4 separate regions of the Mus musculus genome follow, and all the other regions are linked to region 1. A link is a contact called in public HiChIP or PLAC-seq data. All regions are on one chromosome and are shown on one strand. Each heading gives the region's core, a stretch centred on a gene start, on an enhancer-like site or on the middle of the called end of the contact. The rest is flanking DNA. Distances are from core to core; before and after follow the strand shown. Region 1 holds the start of Arf6 (ADP-ribosylation factor 6). Region 2 holds the start of 4930512B01Rik (RIKEN cDNA 4930512B01 gene). Region 3 overlaps Cdkl1 (cyclin-dependent kinase-like 1 (CDC2-related kinase)). Region 4 overlaps Sos2 (SOS Ras/Rho guanine nucleotide exchange factor 2).

Region 1 (3,204 bases), core at 395-2,894:
GGCAGTTTGATTAAGCAATAATTTTCAGTTTACTAGATGAAACAGACTTGGAACATAGTCTGCATGAATGCAAAATAAGCCATCTACAGCAAGTGATAAGAACCTGGGCAAAAAGGAAAAAAAGCATACATGGGGGGGAAGATTCTCTCGAAATAAAAAAATCAAACCATTATTATAAAGGACTTTACCAAGAGTTGCTATTACCCCACCCCGTTTGCTGGAAGTCACAAGGCATCTAGCACTGTATTCGTGTCAAATGTCAGATCAGAGCATCCTAACGCAAAGCCAAGAGGGAAAAAAAAAAAAAAAAGGAAACAAAGAAAACCCCCAACCCCACTAAACTGTAGAACAGTAACTCCAGAGTTCAGATTCAAAAAGAGAGTGGCAATTCAAAGAGGTGATGGAGGTGGCGATAATCCTAGGAATGGGTTTTGGATTTCTCTCCTTCCGGGGGCTGGGTGGAGGACGCTCATTAGGATTTGTAGTTAGAGGTTAACCATGTGAGCCCCTCATAGAGTCCGTCCCCGGAGGTGGCACAGGAGGGCTGCACATACCAGTTCCTGTCCCGAATCCGGGTCAGGCCCAGTTTCTCCTGGATCTCATGGGGTTTCATGGCATCGGGCAGGTCCTGCTTGTTGGCGAAGATGAGGATGATGGCGTCCCTCATCTCCCGGTCATTGATAATGCGGTGCAGCTCCTGGCGGGCCTCGTCGATGCGGTCGCGGTCGGCGCAGTCTACCACGAAGATCAGACCCTGGGTCCCGGTGTAGTAATGCCGCCAGAGCGGCCGGATCTTGTCCTGGCCGCCCACATCCCACACGTTGAACTTGACGTTTTTGTAAGTCACCGTCTCCACGTTGAAGCCCACCGTGGGGATGGTGGTCACCGATTGGCCCAGCTTCAACTTGTACAGGATCGTTGTCTTGCCGGCTGCGTCCAGGCCCAGCATGAGGATCCGCATTTCCTTGTTCCCGAAGATCTTGGATAGCACCTTCCCCATCGCGTCGGAAGAGCCGGGGCCGGGGGCATTCAGGTGTCCCGGGTCCCCTCAAGCCTACAACGCCGCCGCGAGCCCGAAACGTCGCCGCCCCGCTGCGAGGACGCCCTGCGGCCTGCGCGAAGCTGCCGGCTAGGGGAGCAGGGGCCCGGCCTGCGCTCACTCGGGCATCGCCCGCCGCCGGGGCCCTGCGTCTGCGCCGGGAGAGCCGCCGCCCTGCTCAAGCGAGGCGAGGCGAGGCGCGGCCGGCCCGGAACTGCCCTTCCCCCCCGCAGGCGCCGCGCGAACGAGCGAGCGAGCAAGCGCCGCCGACAGCTCCTCCGCCGCCTCGGCACGCGCCGGCTCCAACTGCGGCCGGCCTGCCGGCCTGCGAGCACCGGACTCGGCACCGACCCCGGTCACCACCCCGACGACGAGCGCGGCTCGGCGCCCGGTCAGGTCATGGATCCTCGCGGGAACTCGCGGGTGCTCGCCTGCAGGGACACAGAGAGGGAGAAGGGAGTTACCGCCGGGCCTCCGAGGGGGCGCCCAGACCGACGCGGCCCGCCTTTCGGGCTCGGCCCTTGAGGTTACCTCCAGCCGCCGCCCCGAGCGCGGGTTCCCTCCGGCCTCCACCTCCTCCTCCTAGCTCTGCTGCCGCCGCCGCCGCTGCCGGAAAAGGCGCCGAGGAAACCGCCTCACTTCCCCTCCCAACTGCGCACGCGCGCCTCGGCCCGACCGTTCGGAAGAGCGCGACCTCTGAAAGGAGAGTGGCCCGCGCTCTCGACGTCACGAGCGCCACGCGCCGGGGGGCGGGGCTACGGCGGCTCCCGGGGCTCAACGCCGGCGCCTCGCGGAACCTGCTGGCGTGGGGCTGGCCGTGTGCCCACCTGTCGCTCTACCCGGGGTCTCCGCGGGTCTCCTTCTCCGCCACTCGAAGGCGGGGCACGGATCCACCGAGGGCGGGCTTCGTCGGCCCTTAGGACCGGCGCCCCAGCCACGCTTCCCAGGCTCGCTCCCGGACCCCCTGCGCGAAGCCCCTCCCGCTCTCCCCAGCCTTCCTTCAGTTTCCTGGAAGACACGTGGGAGGCCAGTGTTCCATAGAATCCGCCAAAGTAGCCCGCACTTTTTGTACTCGAGTTGGGTCTGCCCCTAAGCCCTGCCTTTGAAAGTTTAAACTCGTTCTTTATAAGTCTGGTCTGAACCGCCCGCATTTCTTAAGAAACAGACTATCAGGGCCGACGAGATGACTGTGGGTAAAGCCTGCCACCGAGAGGGCGGACCCGCCTTCGTTCCCCAGGAAGGAGAGAACCAACTCCCTTGAATTGACTTCTGCTCTCCACGTACTATAAGGAAACTCTTTGGGTTTTGTTCTTATTTTCAAATACTTTTTTTCATTTAGTGTGCGTACGCACGGAGAGAGGTCAGAGGACAACCAAAGTCAGTTCTCCCCTTTCTTCATGTGGGTCCCAGGTATCAAGTCAAGCTTGGCGCCCGACGCTTTTACCTACTAAGCCATCTTGCTGGACCAGGAAACCTTTTTGTATTAAACGGATAGTGTTAAGGTTAAAGTAAGGTGAAATTTTTAATAAAAATAAACACGGGGAGAAAACTTAAGTTCAAGGAAGTTGCTACAACAGCATATGATAATATACTGTTTTTATTTTATAATTAAAAAAAAAAAAAAAGGAAGTCATCTGGTACAGCTCACACCTGTACCAGAAGTGATGAGACTGAGGCAGAGAGGGTCGCTGTAATTCTAGGTCAGTCTAGGCTAGAGAGTGTGCCACTCTATTTAACAAGTACTGGCCTCACAGTCGCTCAGGGTTATCTGAAATTATTCTCCAGCCTCCACCTCCCAGGACAGGGGTGACCCAATGGAGCAACAGGTATTTGAAACCACAGCAGGCTTTTTACTTGACTGAAGATTCGAACTCTGGAACTTACTGCTTACAAAGCAAGTGCTTTTTAATGCACCAAGCCATCTTCCCAGCCCCAATAATAAATGATTAAAGAATAATTATAGTACAAAACAAATAGCAATAGTCAGAAACTAGTCGCCAATAGTAAGAATTAAACTCTCTATGCCATGCTTTAAAAAAAATAGGTCAGTTTGGGGCTGGTTGATACTGCTCAGTGATTAAAGCACTTGTCACCCACCCTGACTTGGAGGACACCAAGCAAAATGTAATTTAAAGACATTCAAGGTGGTGTATGCCTTTAACCCC
Region 2 (3,204 bases), core at 498-2,997, 420 kb before region 1:
CTCAGCAGTTAAGAGAGCTGACTGCTCTTCCATAGGTCCTGAGTTCAAATCCCAGCAACCACATGGTAGCTCACAACCATCCGTAATGAGACCTGACGCCCTCTTCTGGAGTGTCTGAAGACAGCTACAGTGTACTTACATGTAATAATAGATAAATAAATATTTTTAAAAAATAGTTAAAGCCAAAAGGACCGCAAGGATGCCGGGCACTGGGGACATTGCAGGTGGGAAGGTAAAATGGAAAAGATAAGCTCAATGTGCAGAGGTCTCCCGCTAAGGATTTCCCCAAGAAAAATGAAGACCTGGCTTCACAGAAAGCACCATGCACGGCGTCTATAGCGGCTTCATGTATAATCACCCCACACTGGAAACAATCCAAATATCCTTCAACCAGGATTGAATAAACAAATAAATACCAGTCAGTACGTTCATACAACAGAACGCTACCCGGCAATAAACAGGAAGACACTGCTGCTAAATGCAAGATGTGTGTGGCTCTCAGATGTATTCTGTGAAGTGAGAATCTGACTCAATAAAAGCTGTGCACTGTATGTTTCCATGTACGCGATATTCTGGGCAAGGCAAAGCTATCGAGAAGACAAAAGTCAAAAAGAGTAGGCATTCACATTTGCACATGATTTCTGGGGAGGGTCCCAGACCACCACGAGTCTATTCTAGTAACTCATTATACCTCTACCCTTTGCCAGGCAGCCGTCACGCTCGGTATGCCCAGACCCAGCTTCCTCTTGAGCTCTGTGTACATTTGCATCGCACGTTCCTTGCCCCGGGTTGGCCAGGTTTCACATCGTGCGTTTTCTCTGCTGTAGCCCTGCCGCCAGCACACAAGCACCTCGGCGCCTAGCATAGGGGATGGAAGGGCTGACAAAATGTAGAGGCTGTCTGTGCGATCCTTATTTCAAGATTTCCTGCATCCATCAACTGCCACTGTCACTGTACTGAAACAGGTTCAATAAGAAGGTGATTGGGGAAAGAGTCAAGGCAATCAAAGCAGGCTCTGCACCGCCAAGACCCCACTACATGGGAGGGAAGGCCATCCTGCCTCCCTCTATTGCCTCACTCTCTCTCATTCATTTTTCGAAGCTGCAGCACCGAGCAATTGCTGTCCTCCGGGGTTCACAGGCGAGGAACGGACACCAAGGAGTGGACGTAATAAGGTATGGACCTGGTCACCCTAGCCCGAGCAGGCTGCTAGGACAGCCTGGGAGCAGGCGTTCTCCCTGCAAACTCTCCATGCTGTGATTTCCACGATTTAAACCCTCTGGACCTGCAGCGCGGGGTCAGGGACCCGGCCAAGTGGCTGCGGGTACAGCAGGGCGGAGGGCGGCCCCGCCCAACCGGCGCGGTTCCCATGGGGATCGCAGCAGTCACCCAGCCGAGCTGCAGGCTGCTGTGCTAGAGCTGGGCCGAGAGGCGCCTCAGGAGTCAGGGTGGGAGGTCCCCACAGTCCCTGCAGTTCCCGCAGTCCCCACGGGCCCGGTTGCCCAGCCGGTGTCCTCTTCCGGAGGGAATTGAGACCCGAAACTAGAACCGGGGAAGCCCTTCGCCTTCCTGGTGCTCCAGCCAGCTCAAGTGTCTTAGATCGTATGAACCATAACGTTAAAAAGATAGATTATCTTACAGCTCGGCTCGTTTTTGGATGCTGGCTACATCTTTAGCTCGAGGGAATGAAACAGACAACTGAAATTAGGTCACCCATGGCAGCCACCTGTAGACTCCCAGCCTTGACCGCGATGTCATTGCTGGGTGGGGGTGGAGTCCACACCTGGCTGATCCTTATTCTTTAACTCGCGCCTTGTTTTCTCTAGATCGCGGACGACAGCCCTTACTTGATGAGGCTCGAGAGAGGTCAGTTCATAAACGACCTTTAAAAACTATATGAAAATCCGTTCTCAAGAAGACTTGCTCCTCCTCTGTAATGGAAAAATATGAAAAAATTGGAAAGATTGGAGAAGGCTCCTATGGGGTAGTGTTCAAGTGCAGAAACAGGGACACGGGTCAGATCGTGGCCATCAAGAGGTTTCTGGAAACCGAAGATGACCCTGTCATAAAGAAAATCGCCCTTCGAGAAATCCGCATGCTCAAGGTAGCTAATTTGCTTTTTCTGTGCTAGATAGATGCTCTGGGCTGAGGCTCTGCCCTCTTCCCACACAGCCTTTGTCTTCAATGGCACAAATCAGAGTCTGTGCGCAGAGAACGGATTATGTAAGAGTAAGAAGGTGGACAGGAGAGGTGTGGGGCTCTCTTGGCGTCAACTGCAGACAGTCTTTTCACGGGTCTCTAAGAAGCAGAATTTAAAACAACTCGACTTTGCTAGAGTTTTTGAGTTTTGAGCTTCCAGCTTGTTTTCATTTTGTATTTTTAACCCATTGTCCTGTTTTCTTGGGCTATATATGCATCTGTATATGTGTGTTCATGTGTGCGCGCATAAATGTGTGTGTGTGTGTGTGTGTGTGTGTGTGTGTGTGTGTGGCATTTGGAAGCCAAAGGTTAACACTAGCCATCTTCTTCAACCATTTTCCCCCTTGTATATGGATACAGTGTCTCACTAGGATTGCTAGCCAGTGCTCTCCAGGATCTAGTACTGGGATTGCAGGTGGACAGCTGCCCTCGGGCAGCATTTATTGTGAGTGTTGGAATCTAAGCTTAGGTCCTTGGACAAAGGTGTTCATTACAAGACAAAAGTGTGTTCCCTCTTATTCTGGAAAGAGGCTTCTCTGAATTTCTCAGAGGCAATGCAGCTGCTACTGCAGGATGAGGCAGGCCATGGATGGCTCCCATGGGGAATCAACTGTGCTTCAGAAAGTGTGGCCTCGGTGTTCTGTCCAGACCCTGGCCAAGTGTATGAGTGGATGATGCTCTCAGAAGGGGTGAACTCAAATGTTTGTGCCGGTTCCCAGCTGGGGTCCTCTGCCTACTCTCCTCCACACAGCCAGTGTTGCACTCTGCTCTCGTGAGCCACTGACCATGTCCACTTTCTCAGTAGAAGCTGATAGCTGCCTTACTCTTTATTTAGCATCATCATTGTCAATATTATTACTACTTTGTGGTGTTAAGGATTGAACCCAGAGACTTTATCAAATTAACAAAACCTTCTCTCACCGAGGCACATTCCCAGTCTTCAATGGGTTGATTTACTCAATAATAATAGTAATAATAATAATAATAATAATAGGCTAGAAAGAT
Region 3 (3,204 bases), core at 294-2,793, 390 kb before region 1:
TGACATGGCTTCATAGATGCTGAAAAATCTGCTCTCCTCTCTCACCCCACACAGAGCTGCCCCCTTTCTACACATGGAAGCCAGCTTCCTGGGCTGGCTCCCAGTTGTGTGGTCAAGTACTCAGAATGAATGAGCCCTTGAGTTTGATTCCCAGTACTGCGATCAATCAACCAACCAATTAATCAATATAGCAGAAAAGAAAAAGGTGTGTGTGTGGGGGGGTGGAATCAGAGTCCAACCACTAAAAACACTCAAAATCCCAGAAGGGAATTTTAGAGTTTCACTGGACTCCAGTTATTGGTCACCCAGGCCCGAGGGGTTAAATCCCCTCTGAGCTTGCCCCAAGTAAGTTTTCCTGAAGCTGCTTACAAGGAGAAAACACGGGAACAGTCATTATTTTGGCTTTCATTATCGGAAGCCTAGAATCCTTATCAGAGCTGGAGTGTCGCTCCATGGTTAGACCTCTTGCCTTGCCTGCATGAAGCCTTGGGTTTGACTCCTTACAGTGAAAACAGTCATTTTAAGGCAGGACGAGTGGATGCTAGACGCTTTGATCGGTGATTAGCACTTTCCCAACAAACAAGTTTCAGCATAAGGGTGGCAGGACAGATAGTGGGGCTGGAGGATACAGAGGGAAGGGGAGAGGAGGGGGCAGAAAGAACGAGAAAGCTCGCCAGCCAGCCCTGGTGGGGGAGATCTGAGGAAAGTGAAGATAAATACAGTGCATACCACAGCTCTCTGGAGAGCCGCAGACGCTGCTGGGCTCCACGTGCTGGGGGGGGGGGGGGCTGATGGGGGGAGGGTGCTGAGCTTGGAAAGAATTCCCAAACAAAGGGGGGGGGGGTGGAGCACATTCTTGTTTCTGAGTCCTTCTGCCCATATGTCATCACGACATTCATGGAAGGACCTATTTATAGCAAAATGCAAAATGGCTGGTGAAAGACTTCAGAGCCCAGGGCCATCGATTACTGAGAACCAGATAGGTAGGTTATAAGGTAATTTATCCACCCCACCCCGCCTCCATTTTTTTTTTCCAGAATAATAATGCTGATGGGAAACACTAACGTTGCTCTCTCGCCCTAAAAGTCCCTTGGAGTGGGAATTGCTGCGCCCACGAAGAGCCTCTGTCCTCTTTCCGGATTCTGGGGTCAAGGAACCCTCAAGAGTTGCAGGCTCCAGGCCAACAGTCACTGGGGCGGCAGAAAGACCCAGCGTTTCCCAGCAGAGAGGAAAACCCTTGGGAAAAGGGAGGGGTCACAAAGAACCCGGAGTAATATTTTGTCCCAACTCAATTTTAAATGTTAACCGTTGATTAAAAGTTGTTGACTTAAGAGATTTTATTTATTTATTTATTTATTTATTTATCTGTCTATCTATCAAAGACATTGTCATTTAATAAGAAAGTCCCGTGGGAGTCCTCAAGCGCTCCTCTTGGTAGTGGCTTCACCCTCTTAAAGAATGTAGCTTGATACCAGCGGGTGAGGCAGGATGCAAGAGTCTCCCGCTGGGCTCCTCTGTGCTGTGGGACAGAGCTGACACCTAGCGACCACGACGCACCCCGGACGGCGAGGCCGCAGCCAGCTCTTGTTTATCTTGTCAGGACAAATGTCAGAGCTGGAAGGGCGATCTTTTGGCAGGCACACGAGCTTCCAGCCCTCTCTCTCCCAGCTTATCTCAGCAGGCCCAGGGCTTGTCTTGTTTACCGAGCGAGCAAGCCGCCTTCCAGTGAACCGGGCTTCTGCTCCAATCTGTCTGTCGTTCTTGCCACAGGCTGAAGCCTCAAAGCCTTTCGGTCCTTTCCCCCTTCATAGACAGCAGGCAGGTTAGGGGTGATGCCTAGTTAAATATAAAGTTCCTTTTTCTAATGCAGACTGTTTGAGATATACTTAACATTTTAGTTGGGTTGGAGGTGGAGGTCAGGTGGCGTGCTCGGCTAAGGTTCTGGACTGATGCCCAGCACTGAAAAAAAAAGTCGTTTATCTGAAATCCAAACGTAACTAGGTATCTCACGTGTTTTTATTTGCTGAGTCTGGCTCTTGACAGTCATTTTTCCTATCACACTTCTTGGTTTTTGTGGCCACTCAAGAATTTGAAATGATTCTGTCTGTAGGTATGGAACTAGGTTTATTTTAGTCTGCTGTTTTAGTATCCAACAGGTCAATGGCAGATTAAACTGATATATCCAATATCTGCTAAATATTCCAGCCCTTTACTCGTGGCAGATATTAGAGTTGCACCTTCATGACATTTTGTTTTGTTTGTTTGTTTGTTTCTAACCAGTGCATACACAGAGACGTGAAGCCGGAAAATATTCTCATCACCAAACAGTCAGCCATTAAGCTCTGTGACTTTGGGTTCGCACGGCTTCTCAGTGAGTACCCACGGCTTCTTCAATGTAAAAGGAACATTCTTGCTGGGACAGCTGGTTTCCATACTACAGAAAGCTGGTTCTTGTATTCTGCCCCGGGAATAATCTTGCAACAAATTACGGTTCCTGCCAAATCTTGTAATGAAATATAACTTGAAAAATGTATAAATACACAACAATTTAGATATGTATGCTATATGTAAATTGTAGCACAAAAGTTATTATAAAGCCTGCTAATCTCCTGCCTTCTCCAACCCCCCAAACAATACTTACCAGAATTAATACTTCAGATGAATGCCTTTTAATCTTGGCTATAGATTAACACCCAAGGAACTTTTAAAAAGTATGCGGGTAGCCTTGGGCCCTCTCCAAGTGTTCGGATTAATTGGGCCGGGAGGAAGCCCAAGTATCAGTAATTTAAAACATCCTACAGCCAAGTGATGACAACCAGCAGCTAGCACTGAGAATGGTGATTCGGAAAAGCTTCATTTCTTAGGTTTTTCCCTGCTCAGTTTTGACTCCGGGCTTCCACTGATCTGTTTTCCACGTTTCTGCACCGGCCAGCTGGACCAGGTGACTACTACACGGACTACGTGGCCACCCGGTGGTACCGCTCACCCGAGCTGCTAGTGGGAGACACGCAGTATGGTCCCCCTGTAGATGTCTGGGCAATTGGCTGTGTGTTTGCTGAGTTACTGTCCGGAGTGCCTCTATGGCCAGGAAAATCTGACGTGGATCAGCTCTACCTGATAAGGAAAACCCTGGGTAAGTGGTTTCCGCTGACTTTGAGAGAACCTGCTCGCTTCTCCCACACCCCCTGCTTACCTGACACCTTT
Region 4 (3,204 bases), core at 191-2,690, 270 kb before region 1:
CACATAGAGTAAAAGCTAGTACTAGAAACATGATATAAATAGTCCCTTCTGTGGTCTAGGAATCAGAACCAGGGCTCTGCATGTGCCTGACAGGCGCTTTGCCACTGAGCTCTGCCTTCGGTTTCTTTACATTTATCCATGCTATTTATTTGGGAATTGTTTTTACACACGCACACAGTGCACCTGTGGAAGCTGGTGACACCTCTCAGGCATCCTGTCTCCATCCACCAGGGATCAGGGGACCAGGCTTGGTAACACACATCTTTACTTGCTCAGGCATCTCCCTTGCTCTGCTTATTTGAGACACATTTCACTGAGTAGCCCAGCTTGGCCTTGAACTCACTGTATAGCTGAGACCACCCTTAAAATCCTTCTGATTTAGGCTCTAATATGCTACAACCATCAGCACGCACCATCAGCATGCACCATCAGCATGCACCATCAGCATGCACCATCAGCATGCACCATCAGCACGCACCATCACACTGGGCCTCAGGTTTTCAGTACATGAAGAAACTAGCTTATTGCTTTTTTTTTTTTAATGGAGGGCTCCCTTTCTTTCTTCTCCTTTTTGTTTTTAAGGATTATTTATGTATATGTATGTATATAAGTACACTGTAGCTGACTTCAGACATACCAGAAGAGGGCACCTGATCACTTTACAGATGGTTGTGAGCCACCATGTGGGTGCTGGGAGTTGAACTCAGGACCTCTGGAAGAACAGTCAGTGTTCCTAACCACTGAGCCATCTCTCCAGCCCCAGTTATTGCTTTTTGTTTTAAAGCCATTGTCTCAGTATGCATCCCCAGCAGGCCTGAAACTTGTTTCGTAGGCCAGGCTGATCTTGAATTCATAGAAGTTCCCCTGCCTTTGCCTCCCAGTTATTGGGCTTGAAGGGGTGTATATTCATGCCATGCAGTATATTAGTAACTTTTGTAATTCCTGATGCTGGAAGACAGAAAATTACTGGTTTTGCAGAATCTGGAATTTCTAGAGTTGAGCATCATGGCAGGGAGGAGAGTTCTCCGTTTCCATCAGGAGGCTTTGTATACAGGAGGGTTGAGGTGTCGGGATCTATCCAATCAGTTGGTGAAAGGTAGTTTTAAGTAATGTTTATTTTATTCAGTTATTTCCCTTTCCTGCTTTTTAATGACAGGGTATCACTATATAACTCAGGCTGCCTAGTCTGGTGTCAGTCATGAGCTCCTCCTGCCTCTGGAGGGCTGGGATTTCTAGACATGAGCCATTACACATGCCCGAGTCTTTTATTTTTACAAAGGGAACACACAGAGCTGTTTCTGGAGTTTTAAGTATTAGTAACTTTGAAGACCATGCTTTGCTATCTTAAGACAGTTTGGTAGGACCTGGGCACCGCTCAGAACAAAGCTCCTGCCCTCTGATTACTCTGTTGCCGTTCTTCTGATTACAGAGTCATCCTTCCTGTTCCTAAGGGCTGCTTGAGGAACAGGCAGTCTTCCGTTCCTCCTTCCTCTTCCTTCCCTTGCTCTTTGTCCTCCTCCTATTTCTCATCTTCTGAGCACCGTTGGAAGAGCTTGGTCCTGAACAAGGGAAGCACAGCACTGGGGAAGATAGCAGAAGCCCCCATGTTAAGGGTGTGTGTGCTAGTGGGAGATGGAATGTCGCAGACAAGGAACTCAGGACAGTGTGACGTAAACAGTGTACCAGTGGATCCAGGGTACAGAGGCAGTAATCAGCACCTGGCCCAGTACACACTGGGGGTTGTCAGCCTTGGCTGCACGTGAGACTCACTAGGAAGTTTTAGAGAACACTGGTGTTTGCAGAGCTTTAAATAGCCTGAGTTAGACTCCCAAGCTGCAGTATTATTTGGAAAAACTATTTTTTTAACTGTAGTTGAGATCTATTACTCTGTAATTTAAAAACTGAGTTTTTCCACTTTCATTTCATTGTAGAAATTTGTCATTTTTATATTGACTTCTAAGATCAAGCTTACATACTTTTTATTACTTTGAAAGTGACTTAAGCTGATAGAAAAGGTAGAAGAATAGTATGAAGTACCCCATCGCATTCTGAGTGATTTTGAGAGTAAAGTACAGCTGACAGGAACAGTCCCTGAGGGATGGTAGTGACTGACTACCACATGGCCGCTCCTTGATGTTACCTGCCCTCAGTGACAGTTTGAGTTTAACTTTTTCCGTCCGTTGTCACCCTGCTTACTCCAGGTGGCAGACATCTGAATTCCTTAGGACTTTTCTAACTGAGATACTCTTTGGTTTTGATTTCTTCAACTCATGCTATAGATTTAAACATTTATCAGCATAACTCAAATTTAACCACAGAAATTTTCATATTGTTTCTAAAGTTATCACAATCAAGATACTTTAAAAAATCAAATTCTCGAATTCATTTTAGTTATCCTATCCAGCTTTTGAAAGTATAGATAAGTTTGAGAAACTTAAATTGCCCAATAAAAATATCTAAAAAGATTAAGATTTTGTTTGTTTGGTTGGTTTTGGTTTTTCGAGACAGGGTTTCTCTGTGTAGCCCTGGCTGTTCCTGGAACTCACTTTGTAGACCAGGCTGGCCTCGAACTCAGAGATCCGCCTGCCTCTGCCTCCCAAGTGCTGGGATTAAAGGCATGAGCCACCATTGTCTGGCTAAAGAATAGGATTTTAAACAAATTAAAGACTTCCATCTAGGTTTAAAACATACCACTTTTCTTGTTTTACCTTGTGTCCACTTCAAGAGCAGGATGTACTTAAAGAGCCAGCCAAAAACTGGGTATGATGGTGCACACCTGTAATATGAGCACTCAGGGGCCATAGACAGGAGGATTGCTGCAAGTAAGGACAACCTATTGTCCACAGCCAGGTCTCAGCTAACTTCAGGCTGAGTGTTAGTACTCTGTTTCAGAATGATAAAACAGCAGCAACCCCGAGAACCCACAAAAGGGAGGTGGTAGCTGTTGCAGGCTCACTTGCAACTGCTCATTTCTACTCTGGTAGCAAAAATAGCTATAAACAAATGAGCATGGGCTGTGTGCCAGTAAACTTCATGAAAATAGAGAGTGGGCAGGATTTGGCATGTATACTGTAGTTTGCTGATCCCGGTTTCAGACTTCCTTTTCACAGTCTCTTGTTTGTCACAAGAGACAGTCATGTGCTTAGCTAAACATGCAAATAACTGTATTTGTGATTCTGGTGATGGGAATGAGTTAATGAGAGT

The links. HiChIP or PLAC-seq counts read pairs in DNA pulled down with a chosen protein or histone mark.
Region 2: a contact with region 1 is called in a FOXA1 HiChIP or PLAC-seq map of pancreatic cancer cells. The contact joins the promoter of 4930512B01Rik here to the promoter of Arf6 in region 1. A contact is called at or near these places in 5 of 39 promoter capture datasets (the C10 cell line, hippocampal neurons, liver and 1 more), 1 of 484 Hi-C or Micro-C datasets (pre-B cells), 3 of 115 datasets of contacts at active chromatin or transcription factors (embryonic forebrain, embryonic stem cells and pancreatic cancer cells) and 1 of 9 other capture datasets (adipose tissue).
Region 3: a FOXA1 HiChIP or PLAC-seq map of pancreatic cancer cells shows a contact between it and region 1. The contact joins the enhancer-like site here to the promoter of Arf6 in region 1. A contact is called at or near these places in 2 of 39 promoter capture datasets (the C10 cell line and embryonic stem cells) and 7 of 115 datasets of contacts at active chromatin or transcription factors (bone marrow-derived macrophages, embryonic stem cells, epiblast stem cells and 3 more).
Region 4: a contact with region 1 is called in an H3K4me3 HiChIP or PLAC-seq map of bone marrow-derived macrophages, with 5 times the contacts expected there. The contact joins the enhancer-like site here to the promoter of Arf6 in region 1. A contact is called at or near these places in 5 of 39 promoter capture datasets (the C10 cell line, hippocampal neurons, liver and 1 more), 2 of 15 datasets of contacts at CTCF or cohesin (the NIH/3T3 cell line and pro-B cells), 6 of 484 Hi-C or Micro-C datasets (B cells, CD4 T cells, bone marrow-derived macrophages and 3 more), 34 of 115 datasets of contacts at active chromatin or transcription factors (the 230-238 cell line, CD8 T cells, DN3 thymocytes and 24 more) and 2 of 9 other capture datasets (adipose tissue and liver).

Annotation. Positions count from the first base shown.
Region 1 is chr12:69,370,590-69,373,793 of GRCm38.p6, reverse strand. It overlaps Arf6 (ADP-ribosylation factor 6), which reads right to left and starts at 1,644. Exons shown (of 2, transcript NM_007481.3): 1 at 1,571-1,644; 2 at 1-1,470. The coding sequence starts at 1,000. The coding sequence ends at 473.
Region 2 is chr12:69,788,887-69,792,090 of GRCm38.p6, reverse strand. 4930512B01Rik (RIKEN cDNA 4930512B01 gene) reads right to left here and starts at 1,747. Exons shown (of 8, transcript NR_033573.1): 1 at 1,640-1,747. It overlaps Cdkl1 (cyclin-dependent kinase-like 1 (CDC2-related kinase)), which reads left to right and starts at 1,384. Exons shown (of 10, transcript NM_183294.2): 1 at 1,384-1,448; 2 at 1,827-2,104. The coding sequence starts at 1,937.
Region 3 is chr12:69,756,375-69,759,578 of GRCm38.p6, reverse strand. It overlaps Cdkl1 (cyclin-dependent kinase-like 1 (CDC2-related kinase)), which reads left to right. Exons shown (of 10, transcript NM_183294.2): 5 at 2,281-2,371; 6 at 2,933-3,133. Among named protein-coding and RNA genes, the nearest start is that of Mir681, 6.0 kb to the left of the region's middle. RefSeq lists an enhancer at 317-2,170. Within about 2 kb of position 1,543, at least 124 of the 459 cell types and tissues checked have an H3K27ac peak or open chromatin away from gene starts, as enhancers often do. A contact at or near this core is called in extraembryonic endoderm stem cells and pancreatic cancer cells, where this site is marked.
Region 4 is chr12:69,644,922-69,648,125 of GRCm38.p6, reverse strand. The region is part of intron 4 of Sos2 (SOS Ras/Rho guanine nucleotide exchange factor 2); the gene reads left to right. Among named protein-coding and RNA genes, the nearest start is that of Gm31679, 21 kb to the right of the region's middle. Within about 2 kb of position 1,440, at least 28 of the 459 cell types and tissues checked have an H3K27ac peak or open chromatin away from gene starts, as enhancers often do. A contact at or near this core is called in acute myeloid leukemia, bone marrow-derived macrophages and forebrain, where this site is marked.